2 separate regions of the Triticum aestivum genome follow, and region 2 is linked to region 1. A link is a contact called in public Hi-C data. All regions are on one chromosome and are shown on one strand. Each heading gives the region's core, a stretch centred on a gene start, on an enhancer-like site or on the middle of the called end of the contact. The rest is flanking DNA. Distances are from core to core; before and after follow the strand shown.

Region 1 (5,119 bases), core at 979-3,478:
TAAGCAACTTTGTGCCTCCATGAGAAGTAAATTTGTGCCTTTCACGGAAGAAAAAAGAAAAAAAAACTGTCTTTCCCCATTCTGATGCCTCTCGCGGAAGCAAATCCATGCCTCCATGAGAAGTAAATTGTGCCTCTCGCGAGAAAAAAGATAATACATTTTTTCCCTTTTCGAGAGCCACGACCGTGCCTCTCGCGGAAGTAAATCCGTGCCTTTCACAAAAGAAAATAAAAAAAATTCCTCATATATTTTTGATTTTTGGGTCCAAATCCTAATTGAAAACGAGGGAAAACCGAAAAGCTATAAAAACCAAAAAAATCATATAAAAATCGAAAATGCGTATATAAAAAAAAATCAGAGGAAGCGTCCAGAGCGCGATACATAGCGGCGGCTGAGGGGCGCGCTCCCAGCCCACCCCAAGTGACTCTTACGGTGGCTCGCGAATGGGACCTCCTATACGGTGCCTTTAGCGCTCACGTGCCACGCTGATGGGCCGGCCCAAGAATCCAAGCAAGCTGTTCTCAAACACATGAAAAATTAGTTTCTCAAAAAAAAAAGATTAGTGGGATTTGAACTACCCACCAGAGCGCTGATGGCTGCAGGTCATAAACACCAGGTCAAGCTCATTTCGTTGACTACACACTAGGAAATACTAGTATTATTTGACTGCTTTAGATAACTTATATACCTAGTATAAATTATTTTGAAAAGAAAGTATAAATTTGGAAAAGAATTCTAAAAAATAATGAAAACAACCACGAATTTGAAAAGAATGTTCATACAAATTGGAAAAAGTTTGTGGAAATGGAAAAAAAATCATTGGTACTAAAAAAGTTCAACAAATTTGAAAAAAAAGTTCATCAATTTTGGAAAACAATTTGTCGACTTCCAAAAAAGTTCATCAATTTTGAATTAATTTTTTTAAATAGTTCATCAAATTTGAAAAAAATCTCATGAATTTTGAAAATTTTCATGGTGTTTAGAAAAAATCTCATAAATTTTAAAATGTTCATTAGATTTGAAAAAAAAATCATCGAATAGAGAAAAGTTCATCGATTTATTAAAAAAAGTTAACCAAAATATTAAAATGTTGTTGATTTCGTAAAAAAGGTAATCGAATTTCAAAAAAAATCATCAATTTTTTTAAAAAGGTTTGATTTGAAAACAAATCATGAATTTTAAGAAAAGAAAAAAGGAAACAAAAATAGAAAAGAAAAAAAATGGAAAACGTAGGGGGGAGGGTGTTTTCTCTGCATAGAAAGGTGAAAAAAAGAAGTAGGTATTTAGAAGCGTCAAGGTGGCGTAGTAGTTAGTGTAGTCGACACTGAAGGGAGAGATCGCTGGTTCAATCCAGGGCGATCGCACTATTCGCACCTTTTTATGAGTCATAGAATGGGTCGGCCCAGATCTGAGGCGTAGTGTGCTCCGATTTGCAATTTGAACTGCAACCGGCGCCTGAAGCGCCAAATAGGGTTTTCCCTGATAAGTGCCACACGTGTTTCACGGAGGAATACATTTTTTAATGACAACTTTAGTTGTGAAGCATGGCAACTTTCTGTTTGGATGGCAAGTTTCAGTTTTTTTTGTTTTTTATTGTAATCTTAGTTATAATGGCGGGATGTTGCAATTTTTTCCTTCTACCCATGATGCAGAGGTGGCGGAACTGATGGCATGCCGGAGGGCTCTGCCGCTGGCGAATGAACTATATGTTCAGAGGATCATTCTCGAGATAAACTCACAAGTGGTGGAGAGAAAGCTCGTGAATGAAGAGAAGGACTTCTCGGCCAACGGGCAACTAGTGGAGGAGATAAAAGTGTTACTTGGATCATTTTCAGACTTTAGGGTTGCTTGGTTGCGACGCTTTGCAAATAATGTCGCACACGTCCTAGCTAGGGAGGGTTGCTTTAAATCTTTATGTAAAACTTGGCTCCATGTGTCTCCCGAGTGTGTTAGCTCGGAGATCATCTCTGAAGGGGCGTTAAACATTGAATAGAATGACAACTTTTTCCCCTAAAAGAAAAGTTATAAAAACGTTTGAACGGTGTTACTTCGTGCCACACATATGACACCTAAATGCATTCGAGGGCCCAGAAACTTCTTAGCGCCGCGACGAAGAGCCAGAAGGCCCAGAAGGGACTTATTCGGTCTCTTAGTTTGTGGATCACAGTGGTAAGGCCTACTGTCCGCGGCCCACTGGACTGCTAATATACAAAACAGAAATCATTTCTTGCCCTCTCCAGCGTCGCGCGACGATCCATCCACCGAAAGCCCACACGAAAGAACGAGCACGCGCGAGGATGGCGGGCACAACCACCACCGGCGGCGGCGGCGGGGGAGCGGCTCAGGGGGGTCGCCGGGCGCTGGGGCTGCTGGCGAGCGCGGCGAAGCGGAAGGACGGGTTCGTGCAGCTGCTGCTGATGTCGGGCATCCTCATGATGAGCCTGCGGTCCCTGAGCCAGAAGCACCGCGTCCGCGACCTCGCCAACGACGCCGCCGAGCTCAGCCTCGAGCAGGAGCACATCTCCCACCGCATGCGCGAGCTTCGGGACGAGCTCGACCGCGAGGCCGGCGCCGACCCCTCGGGCGCGTTCGCCTCCCACCTCCGACGCATCTTCGCCGCTCACCCTCCCACCCCCGCCGCCGCCCCCGCCCCCGCCACCGACGACCACTAGCTCCCTCGTCTCCGTTCAGATCGTGGCGGCGCGCCTTGTTCTTCGACGGCTTCGTCCCTGTTTACTCTTTGTGATCTCGGTTCTTGCCTTGTGTAGATGCTTCTGAACCATGGCCGTGCACGCCATGTGTTTGTGGAAATGCCGGGAAGGGGCTGCCGGATTGTATCGAACCGGAAACCACCCACATTTTGTTACCTACTCACAGCGCGCCACATTGTGCTGCACTTGGATGGATTAATTTTGCACTTTTCTCTATATATCAATAATTTTGTTGAGTTGGTTGTTGATGCTCTCTATATGCTTGAAGAATTAGATGCCACAGCCGGCTATGGTGATGCTGAAACAAAAGTAGAATCACGTAGGTGTCCAGTTGCATTCAAATTTCGTGGACTGCATTTGAATGCCATACGTGTACCTGGAGTTATATGGACTGATGGTGACTGATCCTGCTTGACTCAAGGTCACCACAAGAATGCCAGACTTAACTGCGCATTAGTTGCTCACCCCAAGTGTAACGCAGATGATGTCTAATGTCTGAAAGCCATAAAGAGCTCCGGGAAATACAGCACTGATAGCTTTCTCAAGAAAAGTTTTGAGAGTTGTGGCTCGTTCGTGTCACCGTCATGCCGAGTGAGGTTACCACCACTTAACCGCCGCTCGTTGCTCCCCAAACCTCAAATCCCCCGCTCCCATGGCCGAGTGCGCTCGCAAAAATCGAGAGCATTTTTTTGCATACCCATCTTGCAGTGCTGTGCCATGGTTTGAGCAATTGGGCACTGCTTGGTCAATTCACATTTGCCGGTCGAGCTTCTGGAAACCATCAGTTCTGAATCAGTAGTTATCTGACCTTCTCCGTTTGGGATTTGGCTTTGGGTGTTATCAGGTGAGGAAGCTACAGAAGGTGTTTGCGAGAGAGGAGAAGAGGCGGAAGGAGCTGCCGCTAGAGCCGAAGCAGAAAGCATCCTATGAGATACCGCAGAAGCTGCATGATTTGGGAGCAAACAGCAACACCACCGAACCGTAAGGTAGTATCGCCTTGCTCTGTTGACAACTTGGAATACTGATGCTAAGCTGGAATTGTCATCAGGTGCACTTGGAATGTTCGAGTGTTGCACTCTCATAGCCAGTATTAACACGTGGATTTTGTACCCCTCTGCGACATGTAGTCATTGGTTTGCATTGTTTTTGTGGATGGCGTGCTCGTGCATCTGGCCTAATCTGCCATTTGAATTACCAGGCGCTTTGTTGGCCGGGGCATGGGTCATCTCATGGTTCCAAATTCAGATGAGTTTGAAGTGTGCATTCGACACATCTGAGAAGCAGCACAATTTTCGGGTTAAAGAAATAACATAATTTGGCTTCTTCATTTTCCTTTTCCATTTGTAGCATTTGCATCTGTTCTACTCCCTTTACTAACTTCATATATAAGCAGCAGATTTTGACACAGCATTTGGATTTCTATCAGTGCAGCTTCTTTTTCATCTAGAGACTTCTTAGTTCTTACTATGCTCTATGAATTAACCCTTGGTCAGAAAATGATGACAGGATGGTGCCATGATCTGTCAACAATTCAGAAAAGTTAGGCGTCTTTTGATGTTGCTTCATATTGTCAACTGCTGCTGTCATTTCATTTTCTTGCGCAGTTTATATATATTGTCACGTATATAGCATTTACCAATTTATTTAGTTTTGGAAATGACTGAAGACGATTTGGATTTCTTCTGGAATGATTTTAAAAAATGATGTAAGAAATATTTGAGTGACTGCTTTTTGTACGTATTGATGTTGCAGAAGAAGGGATAGGATAAAGGTCCATCCGATTATGGTGGTGCTGCTATTCGATGGGGCTTAACACATCATAAAGAAAGTGCTGCTGATTGCTGTGAAGCTTGCATAGCCAAGAGGGCCCAGCCTGGAGCACTAAAATGCAATATATGGTTTATTATCCATCAGAGTATGGATGCCACTCATCTGATAAATATGAGCATAAGCATCAAGAGTGCTGGTTGAAACGGTATTACCCAGTCGATGTTTCTGTATATATTTAACCATTGGAACTCTAGTTTTGTCTTGTGCATCTCTGGTGATGTTTGTTCAGAAAATGGTACTGAGGCATCTTTCCTTGAAAGCACTTCAGCCTGATTTGTTTTGCATAATTGGTTCAAATTTCCGAGGCTTTTTTTTTCCTTTTCAACATTTAGAAATAGGAGAAAAAACTTCTACTCCTCGTTGAAGGTTATCCATATGAGATTGTATCATAAAACATGGCACCTGCCTGTAACTCGGTTGTCAAGTGGAAAGAGTGGACAGTGCATGTTCAACAGCAGCTGATAAGGCACGCTTGTTCTATGAGATGGTCAATACGATCACTTTATCTTACATGTCATTGGAGCTAGAACCTAAAATTTTAGAAGATTTAACTGTCTGCACAGTATTGCAACATGTAG
Region 2 (5,119 bases), core at 1,630-4,129, 130 kb after region 1:
GGCCACCTGAATAGGTGGGGACTTCTTACCAAACTTTCTCCTTTCTAACATTTTCAATTCACTTTCAACTTTCTGCAGATAAAATAAGGCGACATTACGATTCTTGATGATCACCGTAAGTCATACAATATGAACTTGTTATACACAAACAATTGCCAGAACATGTCAACAAGAGATATATCATTAAAAACCAATAAAATCATATAATTAACGTGGATGCATCAAGAGTTACAGACATCACTGATGTATTTTAGATTAGTATCACTATCAACTTAGCAATCCCAAACAGTAGATGATAAACAGTTGAACTTAGCTTCAGCCCCTAGAGCTGTTATTTCAACAAAGGCTTGATTCTTACCAAAGCATGTTCCAAAGTTGTGAAAGGAAGTGCATATTCGGCAGATCCTGGAACGACGTCAATCTTAGCTTCAGCCCCTAGAGCTAGAACGAGCCTGGCTGCCCATTCCGAAAGATATATCACCAGTTAGCTTATTCTAAACCTAGCATAGAACATCCCAACAAAAAAAAACTCGGCATAAAATATGAAGTAAAATACATCACTATTTTTGTTACATATTTCAATAACATCTAAAGAAAGTACTTGTATTATACAGATTAATATTGCATTATTGCTAAAGTTCCCTGATACAGAGTATTGACAGAAGATGAATCGTGGGCTGTACAGCTACATGAGAAATTTTGATTCATATTGGATTCAGGAACAGGCTGATGTAAGGAAAGGGCGTCAAATGACAATCAGGTATTATGTACGAAGAGGCAATTCCAAGAAATTTGTATGCGCAGTTGCATTGTCACTTGTGAGGTTGAAAAGGTGGGACCAGATCTACATGTCAGTAAGACACACAATGTGTTCGAAGTTTCAAAACCTTTTAGCAGCATAGAACAATCAGCCCCATGTTTAAAATAATTCATAAAGAAGAAACACTGTCAAGATAAATATAATTCTTAAATTTGTTTTTTTTTCAAAAAGCCTAAACACGACAGCTATTGCAATTCCATGGCATTTAATATCATCGTACCAATCATATTCAACAACGGTGCCACTTTCAAGATGAACAACTCCACCAGTGCATGATACTCCAGGCTCTCTTCTTAAGTGATCAGAAGGGCGAAGAAGCTTTACACTATCCTTCACAAATTGAACACTAGTGTTCTTCAGTAGCTCTGTAAAATACGGAGCTATTTCCCAGACATCCACCTCTGGCATCCAAATTAAAGTCCAACAGTCAAAACATGAAATAATGTGAAAACACACCATATATAATATTACCAGCAAAAGCATTTTACACTTGAAATTGCAGTACCTCCTGATAAGAGCTCATACAACATGGGCTTAAATACAAATCTTTCAGATTGATCAACCAGCATCACCTGCAACATTTTTCCCCCTTCTTAGTAAAATGTTACATCATTTCTTTAGAAAACACAAATGATTGGATTGCAGGATATGGGGACTGAGAAAAAGTGTCAAACTACAAATACCACCAACCCACGCTACTTCGATGTAGAATGGGATAGCACCAGGCAAATCTATAAGTTTCTAGCACAAGGAGCATCATCATTTTACCTGAGGCTTGTTATTACCAGGCCATACAAGAGATTCTAGTCTCAGAGCAGTATACAGCCCACCAAATCCACCACCCAAAATGCATACTCGTGGCCGCTGAAAACAAGAGAACACATTCAGTAAATCTGTAAATGGGACATAAGGGCATAAGGCTTTAGCAGAAGCATGCCAAACTTTCCGCTGAACAATAATACTCACAAGTTACCCTACATACAGACAAAATGCATGGACGGACATGAACTCCAGAAGCAAAACTTAAGGACACCCTGGTCTAGAAAAAACATAAGGGCACACAATTCCTCAAAAAATAAAATCCGTGCATATGAATAACGAGTCCCCATCAAGCAGTTAAACTCTAGAGTTGCCATATATCAAAACAATACTGAGTTACTCAAGTGTTCTATTAAACATAAGATCTATTTGGGTATATATATCTGAATGAAGTGTGCCAAACCAAAGTGTGTTCACTGGGACTAAGTTAGCACAAAACTGCAAACTCTACATACACAAGTCAGTGCTAAAACAGCTGTAGAGGACTTGATCCGTAAAATACACATTGATAGTATTACCAGTGTGCTAATCAAACAGAAAAAAATATATATCATCAGACAACAATGGATTTAAGGATGTGGGTAATCAAAATCCAGTATACCTGCTTGTCCGGCCAGGGGTACAGCGGAATCGGTGCTTCATCAATTGATTGAGGACGAGAGAACCCACCATCCCCGGAGCTACTTGAAGCCATGCATCTGAACAGTCCAGACGGCAGCCCAAACATTGCCGGGACATCACCGATTCTCCACGAGTTTTTGAGGACTGGATTCTTCCACGAATTCGTACCCCCTGTCAGGATCCAGACGAGCAGTCAGTTAGCCTGAGAACAAAATGTCACCCAACGAATCCGCCACTTTCCAAATCGCCCCATTCCGCAAAACTGGAAAGCGCACAAAACCATGCTCGAGTATGCCACAGTACTCCGCATGGAGCTTAAATCAGAGAACCGCAGTCGCGGGAAGAGGGCTGGGGGAGCTTGTGGCCTCACCGAACGGGCCGCGGAGGCGCGCCGAGGCGGGGAAGGGCCGGCCGCGGGGGGCCGACGGGCGGCCCCATGGAGCCGCGCGGCAGCTCATCGGCGGCTAGGGGGGACGGGTGCGAGCGAGACGTGGCGCGCGTGCGGTCGTAGCCTAGCTCCCGGCGATAGGGGGGGAGAAGCAAAAGGAGTTGTCTCCGGAGAGACACGACACGACGAGAGCCGGCAGCGTACCCGTACCAGTCGTAGTAGCGCTGCGGCTCCTCCGCCGGCCGCGTCGTCGCGGAGCCTCCGAGCCCGCTGGCAGCCACCCGCTGAAGATCAGGCTTGGGAATCTGCGCGGCCCATAATGCGCAAGATGGGCCTGATTTGTGCTCTGGAGCGTCCTCAAAAAATTAAAAAATAAAGCATTCTTCTAGGATTTGCACGCAGATAGAAAACTTGTTCATCTCTACAAAAATTTCAGTCCTTTTTTTATTTTCTTTACTATTTTATTTGAATTCAATGTTCGCCCTGGAGCATATGAGCTCATGATCCGCTATGGATTTTCGGCCTTCTAGGTGGTTTTTGAAAGAGAAAATAGCATTCTTGGTCTAGAACAGATTTCACTAAAAAAGGGTCTAATAAAGGTTTTTCTTTGCTTAATATCCTAAAGGGTACTTTTAAAATACTATAAAATCCCTTTTCGCACCAAGTAATACCTGCTGCATGTAATTTTTATTTCGTTATCTGGTTTAGAGTGATGTGTTTTTTTAGCATGTCCAAGAAAATCGACCGCATTGTCTTTATTTGTTCAGTAAAATCTTTTTGTTCCCCGCAAAAAAAACTTTTTGTTGATGCAGGAAAATAGAATTATAGATCTTTCTGTTGACATAAAAGAAATATTTGAGAGATCATCTCGCTTCAACAATTTTTTTTCGAGAGTACGCAAATTGTATACCATAGCTTTATAAAAGAAGAGAATATCAATTACAAGGCCACTACCACTTGCTGCGAACAACGAGCGTAGCAAAACTCCACACCTGGCTTGTCCAAGGACAGCCACCCACGACAACACAACAACAACGCAAAAGAGCCTACCCAAACCGAAAAACCTCACCGCGTCTTGACCGGCGGCGGTCACCTCCGAAGAACAGCAGCTCCCTCCAAGCTTCCCTTATCAATGCACCATCCCCCATAAAGCCAAGAGGAGGTGGCAAGAGGATGGCGGGACTCGATCCGACCTGAGAAAGACACCGTCTTGGAATCACCGGCGACGACCGTGCATTGCGTCGGGGAAGAACGATCAGGGCAACGGTGAACACCGGAGGAGCGCAACATAGGAACTCCAAGTCTCCCAGCACGATGCTCCCAACAGAGAGACGACGTCGAGGACGCCGCCATCATGTCGATTCAGGTCCGAATCAAGGCTTTCGCCCGGAGACAACTGCCAATACCAAGCAAGTGAGGAACTTGGCGACACACTCGGCGACGCCTCCAGGGAGGGGAATGACACCCACGGGTGCCATCGCCGCCGGCCCGACCATAAACCAGACTAGATTTTCATCCGTAATGCCGCGTCACTCCACTCCTCCAAGGTATTGGACAATACCGTCCATGATGCCTCGCACCGCCGCCACCGCAGCAAATTGCCGTCGAGGGTGGGTGCGCAGCCGTGGTTCTCTCCCACCCTCACTGCCGAGAGAACGCGACCAACACAGCATCCACCAAGTCGTGCAAGGGCCAGATCCAGCATTGTCGGCCTTCACCCACACCAGGGGACTACCACAAGCATGGAGCTGACCCATGCCTCTACTCACACTCCTGCGCCTACTCCACCGGGGCATCACCGCACGCTCCTCACACGGCGGCCGGCCGATCACCCGCTGCCCGCCAAGATACCTTCCTGGCAGGGCCTCCTCGGCGCCGCCACCACCACGGCCGAGCTCACGCCGCCGCCACCAGTAGAGCTGGGCTCCACCTACCTCTGCCATCCTGCTGTGCCCCTGGATCTGCTCGCGCCGCCGCACTCCGCGTCCCCCGCCGTGAAAGCCCACCACCACCATGGCCGCCTCAGGGACGTCCCGCTCCGCGCGAAGGGGAGCCGTCCAGAGGGCGCAGCCAGCGCCCGCCGCCTTCGCCGACCAGGCGCGGCCGCCACCGCCGGCGCCGGCGGCGGCAGCGGCCAGGGGGATGGGATCTAAGGTGTTGGAGGCTAGGGTTTGGGGGAGCCGCACGCGCGTGCGGCCCTGGAGGGTGGAAGAAACTCTCGCTTCAACAATAACGATGTTTCGGCTGATCTCAACTCAACCCCTGAGCTGGTTGTTGGTTTTCATGTCTATGAAAAAATATATAAAATACTTCCAGCACCGAGCTAATTCAAGATCCTAGCTCGATGCTGTATAAGTGTATTAATGCAGTATATGGCAGATAAAAATATGACAGGGTGTTGAATCTTTTTTAACAAAGAAGAAAACTTGCGTGACCTTTGCATCATATGGTGCACGTCCCTAATACACTCA

Evidence for each region. Hi-C and Micro-C count contacts between places; a contact is called where the count stands out from the background.
Region 2: a contact with region 1 is called in a Hi-C map of leaf, with 4 times the contacts expected there. The contact joins the promoter of LOC123161869 here to the promoter of LOC123159018 in region 1. A contact is called at or near these places in 3 of 5 Hi-C or Micro-C datasets (leaf and an unstated tissue) and 1 of 1 datasets of contacts at active chromatin or transcription factors (leaf).

The regions. Positions count from the first base shown.
Region 1 is chr7B:89,655,897-89,661,015 of IWGSC CS RefSeq v2.1, forward strand. It overlaps LOC123159018, which reads left to right and starts at 2,229. Exons shown (of 1, transcript XM_044576820.1): 1 at 2,229-2,968. The coding sequence starts at 2,298. The coding sequence ends at 2,672. It also overlaps the pseudogene LOC123157709.
Region 2 is chr7B:89,788,061-89,793,179 of IWGSC CS RefSeq v2.1, forward strand. It overlaps LOC123161869 (alternative NAD(P)H-ubiquinone oxidoreductase C1, chloroplastic/mitochondrial), which reads right to left and starts at 2,880. Exons shown (of 12, transcript XM_044579688.1): 1 at 2,631-2,880; 2 at 2,241-2,431; 3 at 1,589-1,684; 4 at 1,326-1,392; 5 at 1,041-1,221; 6 at 359-452; 7 at 1-72. The coding sequence starts at 2,718.